2 separate regions of the Salmo salar genome follow, and region 2 is linked to region 1. A link is a contact called in public Hi-C data. All regions are on one chromosome and are shown on one strand. Each heading gives the region's core, a stretch centred on a gene start, on an enhancer-like site or on the middle of the called end of the contact. The rest is flanking DNA. Distances are from core to core; before and after follow the strand shown.

Region 1 (5,384 bases), core at 1,881-4,380:
TCACCTCACCACACCACACCTCACCTCACCTCACCTCACCTCACCTCACCTCACCTCACCTCACCTCACCTCACCTCACCTCACCTCACCTCACCTCACCTCACCTCACTACACCTTACCTTACCTCACCTCACCTCAACTCACCACATCTCACCTCACCTCACTACACCTTACCTTACCTCACCTCACCTCACCACATCTCACCTCACTACACCTTACCTCACCTCGCCACACCACACCTCACCTCACCTCACCGTCGGTTTGGTCCTTGTGACATTTCATCATAAACTGACATTTTACCTGCCGTGTTTTTTGTTTTTCTTCAGGCACTTGATGGCCCCCCTGCAGGAAGCTTCCATGGCGTCAGTGGAGAGCAGGATCCAGTTCCTGAAGGGCCCCATCAACATCCTGCTGCCCAACCAGCTAGCTGGCCAGGACAACAAGAGAGGGGTCCTTTTCCCCTCCCCGGACACCACTGTCACCGTCTCCATCGCCGCCGCCCCCAACTACCCCAACGTCAAGATGGAGGTGCCCTCCCACAGCTTCCACTGTGCTGAGTCCGACAGCCACACGGCAGAGTTCGCCAGGCAGCTCACACACAGCCAGTTCAGCCCTAGCACCCAGCCCCGTACCCCCGACTCCACCTTCCCAGAGACCTACAAGGATGGTTCCCAAGAGGTGTGGACACAACAACAGGAATCCAATAGCCTCTTCTCTAGTCTAAAACTCCCACCACCCTCCTCCACACCCCCACTCTCAGATCTCTCTCTCCAGTCAGACAATAACCCTTTCACCTGAGCCTCTGGAGCTTACAACAGTGGGTCTCAGCCTTCCCTGTTTTTATTTGAACATTCCAAAATAGCAGGCCAGTGTGTTATTATGCCATTGTCTGGCCCACACAATAAAGTGCTGTACTATTTCCCCCCTTCAATAGCCTCTCTCCTCTCTCTTCTCTCTCCTCTCTCTCCATTTAACCTGGAGGGGAATTACCTTGGAAAGGGATAACCCAACACAACCCCCTTCACACGGGGAGCAGAGGAAGGAGTGAGGGAAGGAGAGAGGGAGGGTAGGATGGGAAGTGGTTTGTTTCCACTTCAGTGAGAGAGAGAGAGAGAGAGAGAGAGAGAGAGAGGGCTCCCTTTACTTCCTGTAACCCCTGAGAGTGCTAGCTACAACCCTTGTCATGGATGCTTGTCTAAATCCAGACCCTCTCTCCCCACTTCTCTGTCCTCTTTGTGTGCCACAGGTGTTCTCCTTCCCAGGGGATCTCCAGTTACGCATGGCCTCCATCTCGGCAGAGGAATACAGCGTGTTTGACACCATGCCGGGGTAAGCCCTCCAGCCCGGCGCCTGCCCGCTGTCGCTCGCACCCTGCCATTCAGCCCCTGATAGGAGAATAACCTCATTCACTACAGTCACCTGGGGGTCAGCAGATTCCCTCAGTTTAAAAGCTACAATGCCAAACGTAATGTTATCAGGGACTCAGTGACACTACGAGGATTCGGGGTCACAATCAAGCCAATGGGAAGGGACTGATGAGGGTGGTCTTAATCAAGGGGTGACATTTGCAATGTATTTCACATGTGGAAAATATAGGTTATCAATATTTGCATACGGTATATTCATAAATACTGAAAACACATCTAGATGGTTTAGAATAAAGATAGATACCAGACAAACATCAGCTGAATACTAGATACATCACTTTTTCCATCTCTATGCCTACTCTTTCCCTAGCCTGAAATCCAGGCCTGTTTTGTGCCAAACATATGACACGGAGTACAAGGAGTGGAATGTCAGCACAAAGCAGGTCTAGATTTCAGGCTCCTCTTTCCCTAAAGGAAAATACAAATGTAGCCTACTGTGGTTTTGTCACTAATATTTATTTCCTGATTAGGAATAATTTTGAGTACACCCTGGATGCTTCCAAGTCGCTGCGTCAGAAGACAGGTGACGGTACCATGACGTACCTGAACAAGGGACAGTTCTACCCCATCAGCCTCAGGGAGATAGACAACAGCAAGCTGCAGCACCCCATCAGCAAAGTCAGGGTAAGACCACACCACCAAGCTAGTTAGTTGTTCTACAGTAGTTCATTGTCAATAACAGAAAACTTTTAGATTGGTCCTTGTCTGTAACTAAATATGTGCAGATAATTTGGCTAGGTCTCTCATGTTAACGATACATTTTTTGACAGAATAAACAGAGAAATCTTATGCTAGTTGGTAGCTATTATGCTAATAGTAGCTAATGTACTAACAAGTAGGAACTTGTTAAGTGGAATGTGTCAGTTAAGCTAGCATGATTGATGGCCCTGGGGTTGTGTGCACCATTTCAGAGTGTGGTGATGGTGGTGTTTGGAGAGGAGAAGTGCAGAGACGACCAGCTGAAGCACTGGAAGTACTGGCACTCCAGACAGCACACAGCCAAGCAGAGGTGTCTTGATATTGGTAAGAGCCTATGCTACTGGAACCTACATGGAACACTAGTCCTCACAAACTCTTGAAGGAGACGCTACACCAAGACATGAAATGCCTAATTTACGGTGCAAAGCACAAGTTAGTACAAGTTTTCAACTGTTATTATCTAAAGCGAGGAAAGACAAAAAACTAGCTAAAACATGAGTTGATTTACCCTTTAAGATTGTTCATCAACCTTAAATGTTTTATTACATCTGGGGAAATAACAGGTGCAAACTTCACATTACAAACGCTTATTAAATCAGGCCATAGTTTTTATGTCACATAAAGTCACCCGAAGTACTGCCTGAATGGTTCCGAATACATTTCATCATATTTACCTGACACTCTTCTTACCATACCATCCTGCACTGTCACGAGTCACTGTTGTTCCCTGAGTTGTTGTGCAACAGTCACCCTCCATCTCCTCCCCCGTGTCACATGCTGTCTCTGTCTCAGCTCAACTCTCATGACCTAGAAGGAGAAGAATCCAGCTAGCCAAGGAGCCAGGCAGACAGACCCACCCAACGAGCCAAAACCTCTATGCCACCTTAAGTAAATAACTTAGTATGAGATCTAGGATGAGCACGTCCCCCTTGTCCATATACTCTTATTCTAAAAGGGAAAAATGATCCTGGATCTGATTGGTTGAACCTTAACAAACCTCATTAGAACAATACACATGATTGGATGAAGGAGGGTGATAATGAGGGTGGATATGGGACAAGGCCAGTTGTCCTATTTACTTTTACTTCACTACATTCCTAAATAAATGAATGTACTTTTTACTCCATACATTTTCCCTGACACCCAAAAGTATTCGTTACATTTGGAATGCTTAGCAGGACAGAAAAATTGTCAAATTCACGCACTTATCAAGAAAACATCCCTAGTCATTCCTACTGCCTCTGATCTGGCAGACTCTCTAAACACAAATGCTTAGTTTGTAAATTATGTGTGAGTGTTGGAGTGTGCCCCTGGCTATCCGTAAATGTGCTGTCTGGTTTGTTTAGTATAAAGGATTTGAAATTATTTATACTTTTACTTTTGATACTTAAGTATATTTTAGCAATTACATTTACATTTGATACTTAAGTATATTTAAAACCAAATACTTTTAGACTTTTACTCAAGTAATATTTTACTGGGTGACTTTTGCTTGAATCGTTTTCTATTAAGGTATCTATACTTTCACTCAAGTATGACAATTGGGTACTTTTTCCACCACTGCCTATTTGTTAATGATACCTGTGTCAACTGAGCTTCATGGTGGCTCCCTGTCGGGACAATACAGCAGCTTAATTCTCTGGAGGTAGACTGATCAATCTTACTCTGCACGCACACACTGTGAAAGGAGAACTTAGTTTGGCTTGACAGAGGAAAGTGTATTGTCTCACTTGCAGTCTGACTTTGATGGAAGGACTGTGGGCGAAAGGTGACCATTGAGACAACCTGCTTGCTTTTGATTAAAAGTAGTCAGTCAGCAACGTAGAAGTGCTCTACTAAAGCAGTGTGGTTTCTGGCATAGGGGTATAGGCCTAATAAGGGACTTTGATGGGATTAGTCAGAATGTAAAGTTTGGAGACAAGCACCTCAATTTCCAAAAAATGGCATAGTGAAAACATTTTCTGAAGGATTAGACTTGGTAGTACAACAACGCAAGACTACGAGACCAATACCACGGAGCAAGCTTTTTAAGCCGCACCTTTTGAGGACAAAAAGCTTGTTTGTTTATCAAACATCTAAGATGTGGGATGGGACCTCACCAGGGTGGGAGCACATTCTCAATGGTTGTATCTAATACAAGCTACTGACCTTCACTTCATTCTTATGCAAGGCTCCTAAAACCTTTCATTCAGCCCAGTCCTAATAATGATAATAATAATACTAATAAAATAGCCTTTCACCTCTCCATACTTAGTTTCATAACTTAGCCACCGCCGCGCTTATCTTAGCACCCTCTCTTCATTGAACGTCTTCTGTCAGTGCTAACTGTACTAACAGTCCGTTATGTGTTCCATGGTTCCCAGCTGACTACAAAGAGAGCTTCAACACAATCAGCAACATTGAGGAGATCTCCTACAACGCCATCTCCTTCACCTGGGACATCAATGAGGAGGCTAAGGTGAGGTATAGGAAACATACCTTTTGGTATGAGGAATCAGAGAAAAAGGTGAAGAGAGATGGAAAGATAGTTGTAAGCCTAGTTGTTTTTCCCTAGAACACGTGATGATGCCAAGTGTTTCTGGAGGATTCGGTTCATCTGATCACAACTTCCTCATCAACATTCTGTGTAAATGTGGCTGAAGATTCTTCCAAAAATAGACTGCCTTCCCTTGCTCTGAAGGTTAGGATGTGTTTTGGCCATCACAGAAAAGGTGTCAGGTGATGCAAACCAATTTGTCAGCAAGCGATCGTCACACGCTTTGTCCTTTGTTTTCTTCTAGATGCCTATTATGGAAAGTTGTCCTTCGAGTTTTGATCGAAAAATAAAGACATTTATTGGCCCTTGGGGAGTAAGGGGAGTTTTTCCAGTGTTTTGGGTCCTTTGGTTGCTTAGAGACCATAGTGAATAGGTACATGCGTAGGTGTTTGTCTGCCGTCGAGGCCACATTCTAAACTCGTTCTACATGTCACCCCAATTGCTGAGCTAAAGTGATGCACATACAAGGGAGGCCTAAGGATCTAGGGCTTGCCTACTGCCTAACAATGGGAGTTGGAATGAGGAAACGCAGCAGGGGGGCAGAACTGGATTTGACAGCTAGCGATGGAATCCCGTCCGACCGGGTACGAGGTGACAGACATAATCCACCGTCCCTGACCAGTTTGTTGGGTTGTGAGGGATGGCGTCAACAGACAATCTCACAGACGCTTTAGCTAGCACTTTATGTTCATGGGGTGCTATGACACTGCTACTGTTGACTG
Region 2 (5,384 bases), core at 1,882-4,381, 67 kb after region 1:
AGATTAAGATGGGCAGAAGAACATACACTGGACAGAGGAACTCTGCCTAGAAGGCCAGCATCCCGGAGTCGCCTCTTCACTGTTGAAAGTTGAGACTGGTGTTTTGCGGGTACTATTTAATGAAGCTGCCAGTTGAGGACTTGTGAGGTGTCTGTTTCTCAAATTAGACACTCTAATGTACTTGTCCTCTTGCTCAGTTGTGCACCGGGGCCTCCCACTCCTCTTTCTATTCTGGTTAGAGCCAGTTTGCGCTGTTCTGTGAAGGGAGTAGTACACAGCGTTGTACAAGATCTTCAGTTTCTTCGCAATTTCTTGCATGGAATAGCATTATTTTCTCAGAACAAGAATAGACTGACGAGTTTAAGAATAAAATGCTTTGTTTCTGGCCATTTTGAGCCTGTAATCGAACCCACAAATGCTGAAGGAAGGCCAGTTTTATTGCTTCTTTAATCAGACACCAGTTTTCAGCTGTGCTAACATAATTGCAAAAGGGTTTTCTAATATCAATTAGCCTTTTAAAATGATAAACTTGGATTAGCTAACACAACGTGCCATTGGAACACAGGAGTGATAATGGGCCTCTGTACGCCTATGTAGATATTCCCTAAAAAATCAGCCGTTTCCAGCTACAATAGTCATTTTGGTGTTATTTTAATGGACAAAAATGTTGTTTTTCTTTCAAAAACATGGAAATGACCACAGAATTTTGAACGGTAGTGTATGACTGTATTAGAGATACATGTTTCCCTCAAATACTACAGTGTTCCATCACAGCAGCAAGATTTGTGACCTGTTGCCATAAGGGCAACCAGTGAAGAACAAACACCATCGTGAATACAACCTATATGTTTATTTATTTTCCCCTTTGTACTTTAACTATTTGCACATCGTTACAACATGGTATATAGCTATAAAATGACATTTGAAATGTCTCTTTAATTTAGAACATTTTGTGAGTGTAATGTTTACTGTTAATTTTTTATTTCACTTTTGTTTATTATCTATTTCACTTGCTTTGGCAATGTAAACATATGTTTCCCATGCCAATTAAGACCTTTAATTTAGAGCGGGAGAGAGATACAATAACATTATACTGATTTTCTGCAGTGAATAGCTTATGCTTGTATCCGTTTTTTTTTTTTTACAGGTAATGGTGCCCTTATTTTCACAGGATTGAGACGGGGTAAGTTAGTTGCCAGTCGGATACATTTATATGCAAGTGTGAAAGCTGAGAAGGGAGCCCATGAACTGAGTAACTAACTATAGACTAACTATGCTGTATCTGGGTCAGTGGACCAGAGCGTTTGCCTATTTCGCAACAACATTCTTTGGAGCGCCACTGACTCACCCACCCCCACACACCAAGGACGACGTGTTGTACGCTCGCTACGTGCATCTTTTCAATGTGTGTGTGCGCGCGTGTGTATATTTTTGCCTGATCGACCCGACGCTCACCCGCACGTACAGCACGAGCTCCCCATGCAGTAAGAGCTATAAAATGACGAACTACTATCTCTCGAGCCAGACGGCTTAGGCTAAAATCGGTATTCTGCAACGGCATGGGGACGTCGTCACATCTCCTCTCGCCAATATTCACGGACTGTGAAAATGTTTTGATTAAAACAGCGTCCCTGGCCCTTCATCTTTATAGCTGCACACTATCTATGTGGTTCTCAAACCTCTCATCGGGGACCCCCAGACGTTTCACAATTGTGTTGAAGCCAAAGATTTTCGATTATATTGACAAGATAGTGAAGTGACCGCTCTAACAATATAAATGCATGTCGCGAGACGAGGCGATATCAGGCGGGACCATTCTATTGAATGAGAGGGCAGATATGTGTTTGAACAGCAGGCACAACAAAGTAATGATTCTCAAATTTGCGGGAATGCCACGTGCCTCCACTTATATCAGTAGTCTAAATGTGTAATATGAAGAAACTTGTATTAGATCAAATAAGACCCACCTATCTCTACACTTTCTCATAGACATCCATACAAAAGGGGCTTATCTCACACATACAGATTTTGGGGGGAGTAAATCCTCTTGCTTTGCCTCTTCCTCTCTGTTGTAGTCCTAGCTCACCCGATTCAAATCAAATGTTATTCATCTACCTACACATGGTTAGCAGATGTTAATGCGAGTGTAGTGTAATGCTTGTGATTCACCTAGGGCTGATGATTAGTTGGCAAGTTGAATCAGGTGTGCAAGTTCTGGAAGAGATAAAATACAGGGAATGGCTTTGGGTCCCTGAGGAGAGGTTTAAGAAACCACTGATCTATTTTATGTACACCAGTGGATCTCAAACATCTCCTTGGGGACCCTCAGCCCTTCCATGTATTTGATCTACTCTATTCTAGAGCTAGCACACATGATTAAATTTGTCAACTAATCACCAAGACCTTAATGAAATTAACCAGGTGAGCTAGTTCAGGGCTAAAACAAAATAGTGAAATGTCAGGGGTCCCTGAGGAAATGTTTGAGAACCACTGATGTAAAATGCTGTATAGGGGACTCCCTGCCCACACAAGCCATCCACATACCTGTTGTTTTTCACCTCACCAAAGGAGAGCCAACACCTTATAATTAGTGTAAACAAAGGCAGTGTGGATTGCATAGGCTACTGTGTAAGTCACACAGCAAATCTCATCTGACTGGTTTAGTCAAACACTGGTTCATTGTGAGATTAGAATGGAGCTGTTACATTACAGTAGCAACATTGTTAATGTTGCAGATGGGTATGAAATGGCAAAAATAGGCCTAATATAAAAAACAGTATATAACATATTTATTATAATATTAATTCATTTCGAACTTCACCAAATTCCCTATCGTAGCCTATGACAAACTTGCACTGAAGCAATGTGACAAAGTTCTAAACTTGCACTGAAATGATGAGCAATGTTGCAACTTTCAATGTAGCTGTTTGCTTTCTGCAGCATGCATGCAACAATGTAACCCAGTTGAGTTACTGTCCGTCCACTGTGAGCTCCACTCAAGCAAGCCCGAATCCAAGCTACTGTAAACAAGTGAGCTTTGTGGGGCGTGTGTCTAGAAAAACAGGGTTTGACCAATGAACGCTGACATCCTTACCACATGGTTATCTTGTTTACTACAAGACCTGAAAACCCGCTGAAAACAGATTTAAGAAAACCCGGACGTGTTTTTCATTCCCTTTTAACAATACTCGACACCTACAGCTATATTTTCACGCTAAAACTGTTTAACTGCCACTGATGTATCTATTCAGTTGAGTCAAATATGTAAAGTAGACGGTTATTTACGTCCGAGTACCGTGTATGTATGGTATTTACTTGATAATGTTTTCGCAGAAGAAAAGCTCCAATCCTGCCCCTTAATCCATACCGGGTTTGGATATAACCAGCATACAACCCTTTTTCAGGCAGGGAAAACAGCATTTCAAGTTACAGCCGGTTAAAGCGAGCTTTAAGGAAGCTGGTGTGTTGAATATTGGCAGAGGTAAGTGCACTCTACCCATTGGAACTTTGCTGGGGTTCTCAAGGAAAAGTGCTGTTTAGGATGCATGCTTTTCAACATGTTAGTAGATTCTTTATGCAGTGCATAAGGTTTGGATTTTAAGTGCATATTTGTATTGTAAACATGAAGAAAAAAACATGTTCTTATCGCTGCAAAATGCATTGAGGCTACTTTTTATATGACCATGTTTATCAACTGTGAAGTTGCAAATAATATTAGGACCCAGTCAATGCAGACGCTTGTTATTTGTGGGCTATCAGTAAATGTTCAATGAAGCAATCAATGCCTTATATTACATTTTTATTACAAAGCATGAGCTGCAGAATATAGGCTGTAAACGTGATGCTTTGCATCCTAAAATCTCTTGTGTGCATAGATCCTTTGTGACAACCTTATAGAACTAATTTATTTTAAAACAACATCCAACATTATCCTATTATTGGGAAACGAGTAAACATAAGAAGAAAAAAAATCAAACGAATTAAAAATAAATTATGCATTACACTAAATTATCTACATTCAGTGTCGTAGTGATCATCTTACTGCAATGATAGTGTTTTCATGGTTTATTTTTGGAAAGAGAAATTGACAGTTTTAGTGCGGGCATGCGTGGTTATACTACTTTCCACCGATAAGGGGGTGGACAGCTATGTCATAGACCCTCAAGTTCTAGAATGTTCTGAGAATGGCAGCTATTTTGGTCAGGGAGAAATCCAAACCAGTCTCAGTGAGTCACAATACCCATAACCTAGTGGTCAAACAGGGAAATGGTTCCAATCGTTTCCCCACCATTCATATTTCCCATAGTGGATTTTAGAAACACTTAAAATAAGGGCTGTGTTTTGTGTAGAATTACCCTGGCGTGATGTTTTGATAACCGTGTAAATCTCTAGGACAATGTGATTTTGATCAATATTTGCCTGTATTTACCCCCCCAAAATGAAAGGCTAATTATCTGCTATTGTGGCTATCATAAAGAACTACAAATGCCATGATGATCTGGACTAGACTGCCAATCGAGGCAAAGGTAAGAATCTCTAATGTTAGCTAAATGTAGTAATAAATACATTGGCTACATTTCTTTTAAATTGACAATTCTGTGAACAGTCTTGTGCAAGTTTTAAATAGACACAATACCTGTTAGCAAAGGTGTCAGCTGGAGATGAGGTGCAGGAGCTTGCAGGGATTTGTAGTTTTGCGTGATGTCTATTTTTAAGCTAATTAGCATTTTTGAATCTGAGAGTAAATACAGTCAAATATATTTGTCACCTTGTCCGAGGGAGATTTACATGGTTATCAAAACAGCACGCCAGGGTAAGCTTATACGAAATACAGTTCTTATTTTATGTGTTTCTAAAATCTCCTATGGGAAAAATTAATGGTGGAAAAATGATTAGAACCACTTCCCTGTTTGACCACTAGGTTTTATGGGTATTATGACACCTCCACTGTGGTGCTATATAGGAATGAATGGCAGAAGAGACATGGGTGATGCATTTCCTGCTTTTACTTATGGAGGAAAATAAAAGGCATGTGTGTAAAATACAGTGCATTCGGGAAGTATTCAGACCCCTTGACTTTTTCCACATTTTGTTACGTTACAGCCTTATTCTAAAATTGATTACGCTTTTTTTTAATTTATTTTAATCCATCTACACACAATACCCTGTAATGACAAACCCCAAATAGGTATTTAGAAATCTTTGCAAATGTCAACAACAAAACAACACGTCTTATTTACATAGGTATTCAGACCCTTTGTTATGAGACTCAAAATTGAGCTCCATTGCATCCTGTTTCCATCTGGTAATCTATCTGGCCCTGCCTTGTGAATGTTGACCTGTTTAAAGGTCTTGCTCACATCGGCTACGGAGAGCGTGATCAC

The links. Hi-C and Micro-C count contacts between places; a contact is called where the count stands out from the background.
Region 2: a Hi-C map of gill shows a contact between it and region 1, with 2.6 times the contacts expected there. The contact joins the promoter of LOC106567335 here to the enhancer-like site in region 1. A contact is called at or near these places in 2 of 3 Hi-C or Micro-C datasets (gill and muscle).

Annotation. Positions count from the first base shown.
Region 1 is chrssa01:16,631,116-16,636,499 of Ssal_v3.1, forward strand. It overlaps LOC106567073 (grainyhead-like protein 1 homolog), which reads left to right. Exons shown (of 15, transcript XM_014135981.2): 4 at 327-678; 5 at 1,247-1,329; 6 at 1,898-2,051; 7 at 2,339-2,450; 8 at 4,490-4,584. Among protein-coding and RNA genes, the nearest start is that of LOC106567073, 9.0 kb to the left of the region's middle. Within about 2 kb of position 3,131, at least 1 of the 13 cell types and tissues checked has an H3K27ac peak or open chromatin away from gene starts, as enhancers often do. A contact at or near this core is called in gill, where this site is marked.
Region 2 is chrssa01:16,698,523-16,703,906 of Ssal_v3.1, forward strand. It overlaps LOC106567335 (zinc finger protein 395), which reads left to right and starts at 3,132. Exons shown (of 11, transcript XR_001320123.2): 1 at 3,132-3,481.